Linked DNA regions of Gossypium hirsutum: region 2 is linked to region 1. Evidence: chromatin contacts called from public Hi-C data. All regions are on one chromosome and are shown on one strand. The core of a region is the stretch at or near the end of the contact, and the rest is flanking DNA. Distances in the headings are between cores, read along the strand shown.

Region 1 (3,093 bases), core at 408-2,907:
ATTTAGAAAATTAGTTCATACTTGAAAATAAAAACATTTAAGATACAGTATAACCAAAATAAATAAAGAAACTCATGATAATCTCCTAAGAAATCAATTGGGAATCTTCAATCTTGACGGAAATCTGCTTCAGAATTAGATTCAATGGTCCTTTTTGAGTTGTTTTCTTGAATATTCTATGACGACTCACTCTTATCTTCTTATTTTCATCATATATATGCATTAGAATGCCCAAAAAAACCTAAAAATTTTGATTTTCTGTAGTTTAGAGTGCAAATCCAGGAAATCAACATGGCCTACCACATGATCGTTTGGTTGGCCGTGTGGAATGGGTCAGCCCTTGTGGCTCCTATAACTTGCTTCGATTTTTTGATTTTCACTCGATTTTCGCTTTTTTTGCTCCCAAACGCTCTGTTAAGCATAAAAACATGAATTTAAAGGACTAGGAGCATAAAATTCACCATTAACATCAAATAATCACCCAATAATGCATTAAGAATGAGGGTAAAACATGTTACTTTTAGCATTTATCACTACTCTTTGTAACCTCCAACCCTCCGCCCCGATTGAGTGAACCTGCCTCTGTGACAACCACCATACTCTCTTCCTTATTTTTTCCTTGTTGTAACAATGTATCGAAAATTCTATTTCAAGTATAATTATTCTCAAAGTTACTAATTAGAATAAAATATCCTTGATGGTTGGAGTTTAACCCTAATGAGACTTCTAGTATAAGCCCCTAGTCTAGTCTATAAATTGCTTGTAAACCATCAAAGATGATTGCAAATTTTCAAAAAAAATAGACTAGAAGATAGATACTAAATTGTGAGTTATATCTGTTTTCCTAGTGTTAAGTTATTTATTAATCAATAATGGCCAAAGGTAGGTAAGTCTTTCTTATTTAAATGGATTATCAAGTTGATGCAAAGAAATTTTGGGACTCCGGCATGCTATAATCAATCCTTTGACTCTTTCATATTTGCATATTAAGAAGGTTTTAGTTTTATGTTTTGTGTTCCTTGAGAATAAGTAGAAATGTAAGTGTGGGTGTAATAACTTCTCGAAAAAGAGTTACCATAAGTTTATTCTTAATAATTTTCATACTTGTTCTCAAGTATTTTTATGCATTTTAGGATTATTTTCTCCAACATTTCATTCTGTGTTTAGTTCATGCTTTGTATGTTTTCAGTGCTATTTTAAGTTAGTTTTAGTGTTTAAGCATTTTTGCTTAAGAATAAAGTAGTATGCTTTATCGAATTGAAGGTAGAAAAGCGAAGGAAAAGTCAAAGAACGATATGATACAATACTAACGCACGAATACAAAGGAGAAGCATCTTGATTCTTGGCAGAAGGAAGCGCACTACAACACCACTTGGTACCGTAGTGCTGGAAGTAGGGGTGTGCAAAATTCGGGTAACACTGAAAAAATTTAGTTAACAGACCGAATTCGATTAATCGATCGGTTAATTAATTTTTTCGGTCAGGGTCGGTTAAGGATTTTTTGCTTTTTCGATTAACGGTTAAATCGATTTGAAATTGGTCAGTTAATCGAATTTTTTTGGTTTAACCGAATTTTACAGGGTAAATACCATGGGCCTTAAATTAAACCCAGCCCAATTTATTTTCTCTGCTCCAAGTACAACTTGGACTTGGACTGTCCAAGAACCGAACCTTTTCTAGTTTTCTTAATATTCAACAGGTAAGTAACAGCATTACAGCAACAGCTGACTTTCAATCTTTCTTAGTTTCATTCACTTAACAGTAACACAAATCGGATTCTCAATCTCAATCTCAGTCAAATCAGGAAAACCTACCAGTTCCAACACACCAATACCCAGACGGCCAGACCCAGGTTTTCTTTCTTCTCCCTTTCATTTTTTTCCAATTTCTTCAATAGGTCTTTATTGTATTTCTGGCAGATATATTTTAGGGTTTTGTTTTGTTTTATTTACTATTTAGTTCGTCTACCTTTTTCTGATTTACTTTTAACGTTTCTGCTTTTCTCATCTGATTCAATCGCAACACTTGAAACACTCAACTTGAGCTCTTTGAACAGCACTCTTTAAGCACTCACCACAATCTGAATCCCCCACTCTCTTTCACATTGCCCCAAAAGATAAATAGATTAGTAATTTGTGGTGTAAAAACCATGGTTGCTAACCACCCCACTTTCCAACACTAAAAAGACAGTGTCCCTCCTCTCTTCAAACCCAGTCCCGGCAACATTTGTAGCACCACAAGTTTTGAACAACATCTCAAAAGTTTAAAATCCCCTCGATTATGTTTACCAAGTGAAAATGCTTGTTTACCAAGTGAATATCATTTGTGTTTTGTCTAAATTTGGGGGATACAATTATTTAATTTCTTTTTTATTCTTGGAATTAAATGAAGAGAAGATTTAAAATTAATAAGCTTAAGGTTTTTTTGTTTTTTGAAAGGATAAACTCAAGCTTGAAATGGTCTAAATTGTGTACTTCCTAGCATCCTACGAGTTGGAAAATAGGGATCATATATTTTCCCAAACTCAAATGTCATTGCATTCCTGCATATGTTGATCGGTACTAATTTATTTTAATCGATGCCAATAAATTCTTCCATGTTTGTTAATAAGAAAGTAATAAAGAGATTGAAAAACTAAATTAATTAATGGAGAATTGATAAAATTATATATGGAATATTTTTTATACATGTTTAGGCTACATGGAAATTCACAAAGAGTTTACGTTTATATCAAAAAGAAATGAAAGTGCCTAAATTGAAATGATAAGACTGAGTTTTATTTTACGCGATTAAACCCTTTTCATCGAATTGAACCTTCAAACGATTAAATTTTCACACGAAATTTTTACACATATAACTTAACATATAATAGACACTAAAAATAATATTAAAATATTTTTTTGACTCGAATTTGTAGTCCCGAAATCATTATGTCCGATTAGGATCTAAATTGGGCTATTACAATCATTGATTTATCCTTTATGCTTGTTGTTGGCGAAGCAAACTGTTTAGCTGATACCTTGGCTAAAGCAGGCATGGAAAGATCATCTTTATATTTAGCTTCCTGGTAATTTGTAGTTGATCTTGCTCAAA
Region 2 (3,017 bases), core at 167-2,666, 110 kb before region 1:
AGTTGAAACTTATCTAACAGAACAATTTAAAACAGTGTTTTTGTAGTGGTAATTGCTTCAGTCCCCTTCTTTCTTAATCTCCAAACTACAGATCTCTAATTCAATGAACAAATAAAGATTAAATGAGGAGCATCTAACAAGACAAATTTCATAACAAACTTTGATGTAAAAGCTAAGACAATTGTAATAGAAACATAACAAGGAAACCATAGATGCTCAAGATATGACTACTTACGATTGACTGCTTGGTGCTTCGCCTATGCAAACTGATTCATCAGCCAGCTTCACATGAAGTGCATCCTTATCAATTGTAGAGTAGACAGCAACACATGGTATTCCCATCTCATGAGCTGTTCGGATTACACGAACAGCAATTTCTCCTCTATTTGCCACCAAAATTTTCTCAGCACGGCATTTAGCACCAAGAGCTCCTCCACACCTGCTAGATTTACATCTAACTTGGGTTGACTGAGCTTTCTGCCGAGGAAAGTTGATCCTGCTTCCCACCATAAAGGTACACTGGGAACTCCTAATAACTCTACTTCTCCCCAAGAATAAGCCCTTCAATAGGAGAATCCATGATATTAGCTATATATCATAATAAAGTAACTCGTAACTTTGATTAACGATATGTTAAAAGTTTATCCCTCTATCAGAGGCAATCTAGAGATGTCTGCAATCGATCAAATAGCTCTTAGGATTTAATGCATGTGATTTATAAGTTTCATTAGCACTTTGTGGAAAATCATTAGATATGAATACGTAAGATACTTGCGATTAGATACGTGAGTGTAAAATAGCATCTCCCCAAAAAAGCATGCTCTTTTTTACCACCAGATAAAGAAAATATGTTGTTGGGAGCAAAGAGATTGAGGAATTACCCATACGTAAAATCACAGTAAGTACTTAACGGGGTATCGGAGCTTTGGCAGATTTCGTACTAGGAAACTAGAAAACATCGGAGCATTGCCGGAATTCACTCTAGGAATCTATACCCAATTTCCAAAACTATATAGAAGAAAGAATCTAGCATCCAGCAGAAGGAACAAAGTGAAAATTATGATGCGAAAAGAGAAGGGAGACTTACAGGAGGTGATGTGACCGACTTGCACATAGTCAGTGAAGCATCCATTGCCATTGAGAAAAACAGAAAATGCCTACAATAGCAAATACCCATTTAAGCCAAAGCTTCAGTGCTACATGTCTAAGCATAAAAAAAATCAAATAGATCTAATGAAACAGAATTTAAAGAAAGAAAGAAAGAGAGAAAGATACCAAGCTAGACGTGAACAAGAATCAGAGCAATGTAGTGAGACAGGGAGATGGGGAAATAGAGAGAAGAGAGAGATATGGAGAAGTTGTCGATGGAAACGAGGCAAGTGTTTTATTGAATGCTCCGCCTAAATGGTTGGGGTTATCACTCATCAGGCATATAAGCCCAGACCTTTCCCTACGGTTCTATCTCTACGGTTGGGTCCATTCCTCCAATGTTTTCATTCCACGTTTGCATCTCACAATTGTCAGCACCCACTTAGCTCTATTTGGATTGGGCCGGAAAAAGGAAAAACAGCTCGACTCATGCCCATAACAAGTTTTTTTTTCTTTTTCTTTTTTTCTTTTACTTTTGAAAATCGTCGGGCAGTTGGACCCTTTTATTAAGATTTACGGGTCAGGGTCATAGTTGGCTTTACTTAAATTTGTCTTAACTGTCACTATAAATTAAAAGTTGTATTCAAAAATTTTTATTTAAGTAATTAGATTGTTAAAATTAATGATATATTACTTTTTTTGTTCGAAATGTTTGCATTAATATCTTTTTTTTTTATTTAATTTTTTTCATAAAACAGATTTGGATGTTACAAATCTGCAAACTAAAATTTAAAATGTTTTTTTCTCCAATCTCCACCACTGACCATCAGATCAACTTGGATCTAAAATATGTTCTTCTACTCGTCGAAGAGTACTGATTCACCATGTCAATCATTGAATCGTTGTTTGAAGCTCGTTAGTGGAACTTTAAAAAAATTAATAATCCAATGACATAAATAAAAACTTTTGAAAAATTTAACGGCTTAATTGAAAACTTTGAATATTTTAGTGACCAAATTGTAAATTTGTTTAGTTAAGTGACCAAAACGAAAACTTATCCATAATTTAGTGACTAATGATGTAATTCACCCTTTATTAAAATATTATTATATTAATTTTGTAATAATTTATATTATAATTTTATAAATATATTCATATCTTTCATTATGATTTTTATAAAATTTCAATTAAAATTTTATACTATATATTCCATTTAACTTTCTAAAAATTAGAATTAATTCTTTTCTTTATTCTAACAAAAAAAAGCCATGAATAGTTAATTACTCAAGTTTGCTATCAAAGTAGCACGATTTCGTCTAGCAAAGTCTAGGGTTTTTACGATTGCTGAAGCGCGGTAGAGATGGCACTAATGGAGAAGGAGTTGGCAGATTTAAGCCTTGACGAGGAAGAGGATGAAGGCATGCAATTTGCGACGGAGGCTAGACCGCAAAGATCGTTATATGAATTGTGCTTAGTTGGATGCTACCTCGTAGCCAGTGTGGTTCACTTTCCTGCAATGAAGAATACGATGGCTAATTTATGGCACTTGTTGGGGGGAATTCAGATCTCTAACCTAATTGAGAAACGTTACGTTTTTTTATTCTTTTATGAGATAGATATGGAACGGGTGACAAGTGGAACGCCATGGACTTTCAATAACCATCTATTTTGCTTCATAGACTAAAAGATGGCGAAGATCCGAATTTAGTATTGTTGGTGTATGTTGATTTCTAGGTGCAAGTTCATGATTTTCGACGGGTTTCTTTTCTAATTATGTGGTGCAACAATTAGGGGATTTTGTTGGTAAATGTCTGGAACACTATACATAACAGCTTAATCAAGGATTTAGAAACTTTATATGCATCAAGGTTCAAACAGATATTAGAAAGCTCTTGAAGAGGAAGAAAAAGATTTTGATTTCCCAGTCA

The links. A called contact is a pair of places that touch in the nucleus more often than the background predicts.
Region 2: a Hi-C map of leaf shows a contact between it and region 1, with 2.6 times the contacts expected there. The contact joins the promoter of LOC107910621 here to the enhancer-like site in region 1. A contact is called at or near these places in 12 of 34 Hi-C or Micro-C datasets (anther, callus, hypocotyl and 2 more).

The regions. Positions count from the first base shown.
Region 1 is chrD02:25,037,690-25,040,782 of Gossypium_hirsutum_v2.1, reverse strand. No RefSeq gene overlaps it. Among protein-coding and RNA genes, the nearest start is that of LOC121215179, 11 kb to the left of the region's middle. Within about 2 kb of position 1,657, at least 6 of the 9 cell types and tissues checked have an H3K27ac peak or open chromatin away from gene starts, as enhancers often do. A contact at or near this core is called in leaf, where this site is marked.
Region 2 is chrD02:25,147,751-25,150,767 of Gossypium_hirsutum_v2.1, reverse strand. It overlaps LOC107910621 (biotin carboxylase 1, chloroplastic), which reads right to left and starts at 1,416. Exons shown (of 17, transcript NM_001327041.2): 1 at 1,276-1,416; 2 at 1,088-1,157; 3 at 236-561. The coding sequence starts at 1,138.